Linked DNA regions of Zea mays: region 1 is linked to region 2. The links are chromatin contacts, called in public HiChIP or PLAC-seq maps. All regions are on one chromosome and are shown on one strand. Each heading gives the region's core, a stretch centred on a gene start, on an enhancer-like site or on the middle of the called end of the contact. The rest is flanking DNA. Distances are from core to core; before and after follow the strand shown. Region 1 holds the start of LOC100192924. Region 2 holds the start of LOC100284259.

Region 1 (5,897 bases), core at 1,139-3,638, 260 kb after region 2:
CAGACAACAAATGCATCGTCAACAATGCACACTGAGTTTGTAGCCATGTATGCGGCAAATGGGCATGCTATATAGATGAAAAATTCATACCCGGATTAAGAGCGGTTGATAGCATAGAAAGACTACTGATAATTTACTGCGATAATGAGCCATCAGTATTTTACTCCTATAACAACAAGTCAAGTGGCGTTGCTAAGTTCATTGACATTTAGTGTTATGTTGTTAAGAAGAAGATTCAGGATCAAATCATAAAAGTTGAGCATAACAGTAGATAGTAGATGCTAGTGGGTCCGCTCACGAAAGGCCTTCTACCCAACGTGTTAACACATTACGTAACCGGCATGGGTTTAAGGAAGTGCCTATGATCTTGAATCACAGGGGCTACAGATTGCAACCTAATAAAGTATCTTTTTTTTCTGAAGCAGGGGAGCATGTTGTAGTCAATGAGTACGGTGATACTTAATCGGTCATTGTCATGCATTGGTCTCTATGTGTAAACTTGTCAAGGGACGGAATCCAGAAAAGTTGACTATAAGGAATGTAGAGAACAAAGGGGAGATTGTTGGATGTGTCCTCTACAGCCGGTCATAGTGACTGGATTGGGCTTAACCCAACTGTCCATCTCCTTAATCGGGCCCTTGATTGGGGGTCCACGCTAACCTTAGTTGGTCCCCCGGTCACACAACACTGTATAAAGGATTAAGGGTCGCAGGAAAGCCAATACTAGTACTTGCCTAAAACGACTCGGATCTTGCTACCCGCTGTTCCACTGCATGGGGAAATGGAGGTGACGCCGACGACAACGACACCTCTCCACCACCACCTCGCGGGACTCGTTAACAACAACGATGAATGTATGTTTCCTTATGCCTCTAAGTAGAATAAATCTACTCGTCATTGAGGATAGGAGCTTAGGAATCGATACTAGACACCGTAGAATCTAACATTACATATATCTTTTAGTAAACCGATGTGGTGGATTATTACGTACTGATCAGGATAGGGAGAGGGGAGTAAAAACAGCTCACAAGATCTAAACTATATAATCTGAAGGTTAATTTGGAATGAATTTGAACTGCCCAATTGGTCCATATATCTAGCGCAAGTCATCCAAAGCAAGGATGAACGACAAGGTAATCCAAATCAGACGACAATTTCCAGAGGTTTCTGCGTCTGGACCACCGCAGTATGACATCGATCCCATCACCAAATAAAATCATAGCTTACCTGAAGGGGGGGACCATGCATGCTGGTGTGTGTTCCACACAACAAAACAAAACAAGAAAAAGAGGAGCTTTATTTAGTGGTTAGCTAAAGGAACATCACTATCTGTGTGTGCAAAATTAACAATCCTTTCCGATATATATATATGCATGCGGTATCCAAAGAGAGATAGAAATTATATAAGCAAGGCATATCTGTCGTTAGCGGCTTAACGATGCTTTCGCGAGGCGTGTTTTCTGGGTAATAAACAAGCCACCCCCCCCCCCCCCACTAGGGCTACTGCCCTAGGTAGGCCCCACTGGCCAGCCAACCAACAAACCTAAAGAAAGCGAGAAGGCTCGAGAAAGAAGGGACAGGCTAAGGCCTAGTGGGAAGAGGAGAAAGAACGTATGTACGGGGGTGCATGGATGCATGATGCATGGCCATAGAAGAGGGAGATGAGAGAGAGAGAGTATAGATAGTATTGTATTGTATGTGCAGATTAGAATCGAAGATGCTCCCCGATATATCTCTAATAATGCATGATCGCATGCGTCCTAATCATGTCATGCCTGCCTGCCTATTTATAATTGTTAGTAACAACCATAGCGGCATCCTTGTAGTAGTGCATGGATTCGGGTGCCGGCCCGTATACTCAACTCGCTCGTTTGGCGCCCGGCAGAGACCGGGCTTTAGGGTTCATCCTTGCATTGCTGTAATAAAATCCATGTCGAGAAGACGGTCAGAAAGAACCTCAAGACCCGAGTGTATGTAGCTTTTGGTCATCGGATCGGAGCCTGCGAAGTGCGTCCACAACCCGCCCGCCCGGCAGTATGTATGTACACGCATGCGAATGCGATGGGCCGCCTAACCCGTGACCCGACGGATAAGCCGTGGGGCCCGCGATGGCCACTGGCGGAGTGTGGGGGCGGGTGGGCGGGCCGGCCTGTCCCTGGTCGGCCTGGCAGGCCCACCGACGGCTGCACCCTGCTCCGCAACCCACCCCAGCGGTTTGTACGCGCACCACACGCACACCCATCGGCGCATGGCTGGGCTCTGGCCTGGCCTGTGACCTCTGGCACGTGTGTGTGGCGGTGGCGGGGCCTCGCACGCCCACACGCCCCTCCCTCAGGCCTCACCTCTCTATAAAACATCACGCCGGCCAAACCACACGCACAGCGCCAAGGGCACCACCAGCAAGGACCAAGACAGAGCACAGCGCAGCTCGTCGGCCTCTCGACGCCGGTTGCTGCAACCACCGCCTTTATTGCCCACGCGGGCCGTGCGGAAGAAGCAAGAAGACACGCCAATGGAGGTCGCCGCAGCATCGGCAGCGAGCTACGGATTCAAGGCCGACGACGACGTTGACAGCCTCAGGGCGACGGAGCTCAGGCTTGGCCTGCCGGGCACGGAGGAGAAGGAGGAGGCCGAGGAGCCCCAGCACAAGGCGGCACCGCCGCCGCCGTCCACGCCCAGAGGCAAGAAGCGCGACGTCGTCGCCAGCAGCGGGCCCGAGGACGCGCCCAAGAAGCGCGACTGCGAGACCGACGCCGACGCCGACGCCGCGCCGCCGCCGGCCGCCAAGTGAGTAGCGACTACAGCGTTAGCGATTCGATGCTTCGGTTAGTTCACGGTCACCACGCACGCACGCGCGCGCGCAGATCAGGTCTGCAGCAGCAAGCAGAGCAGCGTGCAACTCCTGGCGCGCACATGCAGCGGCTCACGTCACGCACCGTCCTTGCGCAGGGCTCAGCTGGTGGGATGGCCGCCGGTGAGGTCGTACAGGAAGAGCTGCTTCCAGCAGCAGGCGGCGGCCAAGAACAAGCCGGCGGCAGCCCTGGCGGAGGAGGCCCCGGCCGCCGGCGGGTTGTTCGTGAAGGTGAGCATGGACGGCGCCCCCTACCTCAGGAAGGTGGACCTCAAGATGTACAAGGGCTACCGCGAGCTGCGGGAGGCGCTGGAGGCCATGTTCCTCTGCTTCTCCGGCGCCGCCGACGCGCCCGCCGTCAACCCCTCCGACTTCGCCGTCACCTACGAGGACAAGGACGGCGACCTCATGCTCGTCGGCGACGTGCCCTTCGGGTAATAAGTGCTTGCCAAACATATATACTAGTATTTGATATGCATGGAGATTGTGTACGTCTATATATATTTGGACGACGGTATCTGATTCGTTGGTTTTTCCTCTACTTTTGTCTCTGCAGCATGTTCATCAGCACCTGCAAGAGGCTGAGGATCATGAAAGGGTCTGAAGCGAGAGGGCTCGGCTCGGCCAAGAACAACTGATGATGAGGCGTCTATCGCATGCTTGTGCTGTGCGTGCGTGCATGCGCCAGCAAATTCTTTTGTTCTTTTGGGGTCTTATTTCTTCTCCAAGGCGTCCCTGCATGGGTGTGGGCGTGTGGTGTTGAGTATTATGTACCTTCTCCCCTAGCATTGTCTGTGCCAACAATGGAGCAGCAGCTAGCAGCAAACCAGAGACATGGCGAGGCGAAAGATGAAGCTGCTTGCTTGGAAGGAGAGAGAGAGAGAGAGAGAGAGAGAGAGAGAGAGAGAGAGAGAGAGAGAGAGGGAAGCTTTGTGCATGCGTGGAATGATGTGTGGTCGCTTTGTTCTTTTTCTTTTGTGCCCCTTGTAGGGGTGTGTGTGTGTGTGTTTAGCAAGACATGCAAAAGGAGTGGAGAGTCGAGTTGAATCTCCATGATGCGTGGTTGTACAAAGCCAAAGATCACTCTTCTTTCTTGTCTATCAGTCTATTGTCTATCTATCGATCAGCAGCCTGGTCGTTGCTTCTGTAATTGCGAGTGTTGAAATTGCAGGGGAGGAATTGTTTTCCTCTCTGTCCCTGGTGAGTTGAGTTATCTATCCGAATAACACGATCGAGGAACTAGTGTTCCTTACGAATGTATTCACATCATCACATGCCATATGCCCAAGCTATAAGCTAGGCCACCATTTTCAAGATCCAGGAAAAGCTTGCTTCGCCATTGCACCACACTTGGCACCTTGCCAGGTCGGGTAACAGGCAGGCAAAGCTACCAAATTGGCCGGCCGGGCATGGTCAGAAACCAGAAGGCAGAGCTGGTTAAGGCTCAACAGAAACCAATGCTCTGGTCTGGGTCTGGGTCTGGGTCTGGGTCTTGGTCTTGATCTCTGGCGAAGAGCGAGAGAGAGAGAGAGAGGGCTAAATCTGGGTGCTGCACACTTGCAGAGCCGAGAGCGCCCACCCATTGGCCATTCAGATTTCCTTCCCACTGGGTAACGTGCCGCTGTTCCTGGCCGCGCCGACAGGGGACATGTGGCGCACATGGTTTCAGACTTTCAGTTCAGTCGAGTCCCGGACGGACGACGACGCGAGAGGGGATCGAGGCTCCCGCTCCTCCCGTCGTCCCGGCTCCACGCCGTCGCTGGCAGGCGGTCGGTCCGGCCGCCCACCGGAGAGCATAGAGCCTGGAGCTCCAGGCAGCAGCTAGGACCCAGGCGGCGGAAGCAGCCAGCAGCAGCATCGGCGGGCAGCGAAACCAATGGATTGGCGCAGTGCAGATGCAGCATGGAGCCGAGGCCCGAGGGGGTCCCTGTCTGCTCTGCTCCGCGGCAGCCAGCAGTGCAGGTTTTCCATTTCCCTTGCGGTGCATGCGCTGCATTTCCAGGCACTCCATGATTGGTCTGGTCACTATTGCATGTGTTAGGTCCAACCAGAGCTAGCTGGTCTTGTGCGTGCGTGTGTGTGTTACCGGTGGATTCATTGTGCTTGCTCACAGGGCTAGCGCGCGTATGGATGGAAAATGGAAACGGACATTTTTATACGCTAAAACTTGTAATATAATTATACATGTCCAAACGCGCCACCCGATACGACCCAGCCCGTCCACGAATTAGGCACGACCCGAACCAGGCCGTGTAGGCACGACATCTTGAACGTCTTATGCTGGGCCAGGCTAGCACGACCAGTTTATATGTGGCCCTATACACGACACGATAGTGTGCTAACCGTGTCGTGTCGTTCTGGGGGCACGATAGGCACTAAGGTACCGTCATTACACAGCTGTTTTGCCGAAAACACTCGGCGAAGTTTTTGCCGAGTGTAACTTTCAGCTAAGAAGTATCGGCAAACTATACATCAGCAATGGCTCCTTTGTCGAGTGCCACATGGTGCTCGGCAAAGAAAAATCGTCGTCATGGCATTAGGTAACGGTGACGGAGCCTTTGCCGAGTCTCCTCCATGACACTCGGCAAAGGCTCCCTCTTTGCCAGTGTCTGTTGGACTAGCGCTCGATAAAGAAGCCCTCGTGGGCCCCTTTGCTGAGTGCCAACTGGACTAGCTCTCGACAACAGGAGCACCAATGGGCCCCTTTGATAGTCTCTTTACCGAGTGTATTAGGAGGCACTCGGCAAAGGTTGCTTCTTTGCCGAGTGCCTCGGCCACAACACTCGGCAAAAGAAACTTTACTGGTCCTAGGTGTGCCTTCTTTGCCGAGTGTTATGGTCATGGGACTTGTAAACCTCTTTGTCGAGTGTAACACTCGACAAAGTGACCAGACTACCTCTTTTTTATTTGTTTTTATTATTCCATCCAAACAAACAAAAGATATATCACATAATCATCACATATACATCATACAATTATCACATACATCATACACACCGCATATCTCACAAAGACCATAAATCTCACAAATATCACCACATCAGAC
Region 2 (6,124 bases), core at 44-2,543:
GGGAAACAGAACAGGGGCCCAAATAATAAAAAAGAGAGAGAGATAGATAGATGTATAACCCCACACGCACACACAGTAGTTCTCTGTTCTACCGTGCCGTCACCATCGGTTCTAAGCCTGGCCTGGAGCAGCGAGCGAGCGAGCGATCAGGACCGGATGCATGAACGAACCGGACAGGCGAGTGATGTGGAAAATGATGTTGATGTGGACAAAAAAATGGCAGAGGCAGAGAAAGAGATCTATACGTGCAGTGTGGTGGGGTTTCTTTTCTTTCTTTTATCGTGTCGGCACTAGCCGCTGTCTCCCGCTGCCCCCACACGTAACGTGCCGCTGTCTCTTCCTCCTCCTCCTCCTCGACTGCTGGGCTGGCTGGCTACGACTACGAGCAGTTCGTGGATCGTATCCGGGCTCAACTCATGCATCTTGTCTTCAACCAGCTGGCACGCGGCTGGTGCTCGATCGTTGTTGCGATGATAGGTAGGAGTACGTAGATGTGCGTTCGTGCTCGATCGTGTTCTTCGTTGTTGGATGAACAAAGATCGCATGGTTATTAACACGGTTGGATTAATTCTCCCCCCGGCCCTCTCTGTCTTTCTCTATTACCTATGAGCAAACGGATAAACTGGAGCAGAGAGATTCGTGACTTGAAGCGCGCGGGGCATATATGTGCATCATGGAGTGGAGACGATTAACAGCTAAGCATATATGCACATACGTACGGAACAGAGCTAGAGCTAGGACAGTAGACAGGAGACAGGACAGGACGACGACGTACTTGGCGGCGCGCGGCTTCTCGGCGGGGTCAGCCAGCACGGCGGCGGCGGCGGCGGCGACGCTGCTCTGGCTCGGGGACCGCTTCATCTTCCCGGCCTCCTCCTCCTTCTCAAGGGCAACAGCAACGCCGTGGTCCTCCTCCTCCTCCTCCGCCTCCACGACGGCCGCTGGCTCCAGCTTCAGCTTCAGGTCGATGGTCTCGGCGAAGCCCCTCTTGCCGGAGGCGGAGGAAGAGCTCCTCCCCTCGCCGCCCAGCGCCGGCTCCCCTCCACCTCCCCCGCCGGGCAGGCCCAGGCGGAGCTCCGTCGCCTCGAACCCCAGGTCCGTCGTCGTCGCCATCGCGGCTGCCGTCGTCGCCACGTCCTCGCCTCTCTCTCAATTCTGCTTGGCTTGCTTCTTCTTCGTCTGTTAGCTGCCTAGCTCTGTTCCGAGAGCGAGCGAGGCTCTGGCGCTCTGCAATGTAAAAGGGCTTGCAAATGCAATGGGTTGGGTTGGGAAGGGAAGAGGGGGCAATAATGTCACAAGGGTTGTGGTTGTGGGTGTGTAGAAATAATAGTAGGCTCTCATGATAATGCACGGCCCGTCCAGTTTTGCACATACCACCCTCGCAGAATTAAAGTCTCGACTCTCTGTTTCAAAACACAGACCCAAACACTCCACAGTCCAGAATCCAGATCCAGGAGTTCACACGGACACCGAACCACAACAATCTAAAAAGCAAAGCCAGACTAAACCACCAAAACACCCGGGAAAAAGAGCCTTTTTATTGCTTCATTCATTTCTTAGCACGAGAGTTCTGCATGCTGAATACATTGAGACATAAAAAAGTTCGGGATATCATGCAACCACGTATATTCAGAATTTGAAATCAAAGCGAACTTGGTTGTTTGTGTAATGAAACACACATGTTTGCTACCCTCCTTTACATAAAGCAAAGAGAAAAATGTGTGCTTTGTCGGCCAAGTTCCTTGATTTGATTTAATAGCACACCAATTACTACTTCTAGAATTCCATGGAGCCACTAATCCTTGGCAACCCGTTTTAACAATCACCTTTGTCGGTCCGAGATCCTTTATTACTAGCGCCGCATCACAATAAGCATAGGCTTTGTAAGTAAGACCATCACGTATTGTTGAGCAGCATTTGTGGTACTGATCACGGCCAGACGGTTCGCTCATAGGCATGGACGGTCCATGAATATATCGAATCAGACGGTTAAAACTTCTATCTCTTCGCGTGTTTAGCCCTCTAATCCCGCGAGAGCTGTTGGAGAACGACTAGAAACGGATCCAGACCTCCCCCTTATATATTTAAAGGGGTACGGCCGATTGAAAAACTAACAATCAATCAATCAATCAATATACCTCTAGTTTTTTACATTTTGCCCTAGGAGTAGATAGTAACTTAGATTCCTCTCTCTAATTTTCACCTCTCTCTGGCTCTACGTCGTTTAGAGGTGTCTTGGTTGGCCTGCCGATCCAAAGACAAACCCTAGGATCTCTCCTCCCCGACGGGGTCCCTACCGGGACCGAGATCCAGGTGCTGTTCGGCGAACTCCGCCGCCCTTGCGCACGTGTGGTCCGTCCGGCCCCCAGGCGCGAACCGTCCGGCTTGTTAGGCAGGAACCCTAACCTCTGCGCCAGGTCGTGGAACGTCCGACCCTCGGCTGCGGACTGTCCGCGCTTCCGCAGAGAGCACCGCCGTCGGTACTCATCGCAGTGAATGACGCCCGGATCGACGCCAACACACTTTTTTGGTGACTCCGCTAGAGACATCACGTGAAGATCTATCAGGTTGGCCCTCAACGGCCGGATCAAAAGATAGCTCTAACGTCTCCCCCAGTAACATCATCGAGCCGACTTTGCAAAACTTGCTGGCTGAAGAACAACTGGAGTTCAAGGAGCACTAGGAGCAGCTGATAAAGGAAGCAAAAGCAAAGTTCCTGGCCAATTTCAGAGTGGACAGGAACAACAAGGTTGTTCGACAACGGGCGACTAATCTGGCTTCGCTTCAACCTACTGCGGCTACCCCAAGGTAAGCGAAACAAACGAAATCCAATCTCTTAGAGCTTACATAGATGAGCAGCGAGACCAGATGCAACAGATTACAGGGGGTATGAAAAATGATTATAAAAGGCTAGTGCGTGCATTTGATAAATCCACCGTTGCAAACTTTCGCTCGCACGAGGTTGAATTAGGGGAAAATACACGTGATTCATCGGCAGCAGATTGTCATGACCAGCTGCAACCCCTTTACAGGTGGACAACCACAACCTCCTATGCAAATCAGTGGTAAATCCGCTGATCTGCGCACGTCCGGACCGTCCGCAAGTGAGTGCAAACCGTCCGGTACTATTTCCAGAAACGAATTGCCGAGAACTGCACCCGAGTCGCCACGTACTACGTGAACCCTAAACGACCCCATTCGAACTGTCCGCGTATAGCGCCAGGCAGTCTGAATACATTACCGGACGGTCCGACCATGTGGCCGGGCAGTCCGCGCACACCGCAGAGTACATAGAACCTTATGAGGATGACTATTATCCAAATGCACATCTGTTTCAGCTAAACCTCCCATCACATCCTACAGCGTGCCAGCACAGTAATATAACATCCCAAATCTGTGGGAGTGAGTACTTTCCGGCCCCTCCTAGAAGGCCGGAAAGGAATGACTAGTCCTATGAGCCGCATAGGGCAAGTATTAATGCACCTCAAAACCCAAGCCAGAGGGGAGGGAGACAACATACTAATATCTAGACAACCACACCTATGTTGGACCAGAGAGCCGATGGACTCCCACCGGTCGCCATTGATATAGTGAGGGAAGAGATAGTCGAGGCGTTTTGAGATAAGCTTAGAGTTATCATGATCCCTGGGGGAAGTCATATCAGAGGGCTTATGATAGCCGATTTGATTATCACCCATACCCACACGGAATTAGGATACCTAAATTCACGAAGTTTTTGGGTGACCAGGGTAAGAGCACACGCGAGCACATAGGCCAGCTCTTAACACAATTGGGAGAATTGGTCGACACAGTGGTGTTTCGTGTTCTTTTATTTTCATTATCTTTAACAGGAACTGCATTCGTATTGTATGCCACACTGCCTCTTAATTTTATTTTTTCTGGGAAGATTTAGAACAGAAATTCCATGATCATTTCTTCTCCGGCGATTATGAGTTAGATCTAGTAGACCTAGTGGCCCTGTGACAAGGGAAAAATAAATTGGTTAATGATTACATTCGGAGGTTCTGGGATATAAGAAACTGATGTTTCCAAATTCATTTGGCGAAGAAACAACTAGCAGTATTAGCCTTTAATGGATTGCGCTATTATTTAAATGAAAGATTAGAAGACATTTAGTTTTTTTACACTAGCACAGTTACACCAGAGAGCTTTGGCTTGTGAAAGCCAAAGCAAAGGAACTGGCAAAACAGTTCATCACAATGTCCATGTAGTAGAATGCGACCAGAGTAGCTTGAACGACGAATCAAAAGAAGTATGTGCTGCTAAAATGGTTTGCCAAAGCAGGCCAAGTCTTCATCTTGTTCCTCCTTGCAGTCATTTTAAAAGAAAAGGCAAGAGGAGGTTAAGTTTACATTTAATGTTGGTAAATGTGCTAAAATATTCGACGAGTTACTCAAAAATGGCAACATTAAAATAAACCATATAGTTCCATCCGCCAACGAACTCAAGCGTTGCATATACTGCAAGTGGCACAACTCATTTCTCATGCCACTAATGATTGTAATGTGTTTCGATGATAGATCCAATTGACCATTAACAAGGGACGATTGAAATTCCAGGAAATGCGGGTGGACACAAAGCCCTTCCCAATAAACATGATCAACTTTGATGGTGAAAAAGTTCTGGTTTGGCCCAGCGCAGCTGATAAGGGCAAATGCAAGGAGGTCATCATCGGTAATGTGCGAGAGGCCGATGAAAATGCTAAAAACTCTTGCACGAAAGTTGTGGCAGAAATGACTCATGATGGAGGAGAGACTCTGAAGGTTACCATCACTACCTCCAACGCTAGGGCAGGCGTAGGCAGGTAGCCTAGCGCGAGTGAAAGGGAAATAGGGTTAACCATTGCCTATAATTAATTTTGTTGGTTGATGACCAACACAAACACGTGGACTAACTAGTTTGTCAAGAATTCATGTATTACAGGTGCATAAGGTTCAACACAATTAAAAACAAAGCAAAGAACTTGAGTGTGCTGAAAGTGGAGCACCGGACTGTCCGATGTGCCAGCTACGTACAACTCCAAACCAGCCACTCTCGGGAATTCCAGGGCGCGCTCCACTATAATTCACCGGGCTGTCCGGTGTGCCACCGGACTGTCTGGTAAGCCAGCGGAGCAACGACTCCTTGCGCGCCAACGGCTCCCTTCGCAGAGGAACAATGCATGTCAGAAGTCAGAACGCCGAAGTCAGAGGGCACCGAACTGTCCGGTGTGGCACCAGACTGTCCGGTGCAGCAAGACGACAAAGGGTCCAACGATCGACCAGCTTCGAACCCTAACGGTTGCGCTGACGTGGCACGCATCGGACAGTGCACAGTGGTTGTCTGGTGGCGCACCGGACTGTCCGGTGCGCCCATCGCCAGCAGAATTCAGCCAACGGCTAGAAGTGGTTGGGAGGCTATAAATACCCCCCAACCACCTCATTCACTTCCAATCCAAGCATTTCTGAGTTCTCATTCATTGCAAGAGCAAAAGTCCAACACTCCAAGACACAATCAAAGCAATCAATCCACTCAAAGCCTCAAAATCAACTATAGGGCATTAGGGCTTGTGAGAGGATCATTTGTGTTCTTTTGTTGCTCTTGTCTCTTGGTTTGGCCTTTTTTTATTTTCCCTTCTTATTCTCAAGTGACTTGTAATCAAAGCAAGAAACACCTAAGTGTGTGGTGGTCCTTGCAGGGTCTAAGTGACCCGTGAGATTAAGGAAAAGGCTCACTCGATCTAAGTGACCGTTTGAGAGAGGGAAAGGGTTGATATAGACCCGATCTTTGTGACCTCCTCAACGGGGACTAGGTTCTTTGGAACCGAACCTCGGTAAAACAAATCATCGTGTTCACTCGCCTTGATTCTTGTTTGATTTCTTTTTCCCTCTCTAACATTTCCTTGCTAGTGTGAATTTGAGTTGGCTTCCATACGTCATCTGCAATCCTTGAGCAACTCCTAGCAAGAGAGATATTCTTTCGGACTTGAATTTAATTCTAACGCTAACCCCCGACCTTAGTGTGTGTTTAAGTTTATAAATTTCAGGTTTCGCCTATTCACCCCCCCTCTAGGCGACTTTCAATTGGTATCAGAGTCAGTGCTTTATTAAGAGTCTAACAAGCT

The links. HiChIP or PLAC-seq counts read pairs in DNA pulled down with a chosen protein or histone mark.
Region 1: a contact with region 2 is called in an H3K4me3 HiChIP or PLAC-seq map of leaf, with 4 times the contacts expected there. The contact joins the promoter of LOC100192924 here to the promoter of LOC100284259 in region 2. A contact is called at or near these places in 12 of 25 Hi-C or Micro-C datasets (bundle sheath, ear, endosperm and 3 more) and 1 of 3 datasets of contacts at active chromatin or transcription factors (leaf).

The regions. Positions count from the first base shown.
Region 1 is chr3:119,455,753-119,461,649 of Zm-B73-REFERENCE-NAM-5.0, forward strand. LOC100192924 reads left to right here and starts at 2,389. Exons shown (of 3, transcript NM_001138108.1): 1 at 2,389-2,787; 2 at 2,950-3,285; 3 at 3,408-3,996. The coding sequence starts at 2,513. The coding sequence ends at 3,489.
Region 2 is chr3:119,201,715-119,207,838 of Zm-B73-REFERENCE-NAM-5.0, forward strand. It overlaps LOC100284259, which reads right to left and starts at 1,294. Exons shown (of 5, transcript NM_001371982.1): 1 at 776-1,294. The coding sequence starts at 1,113.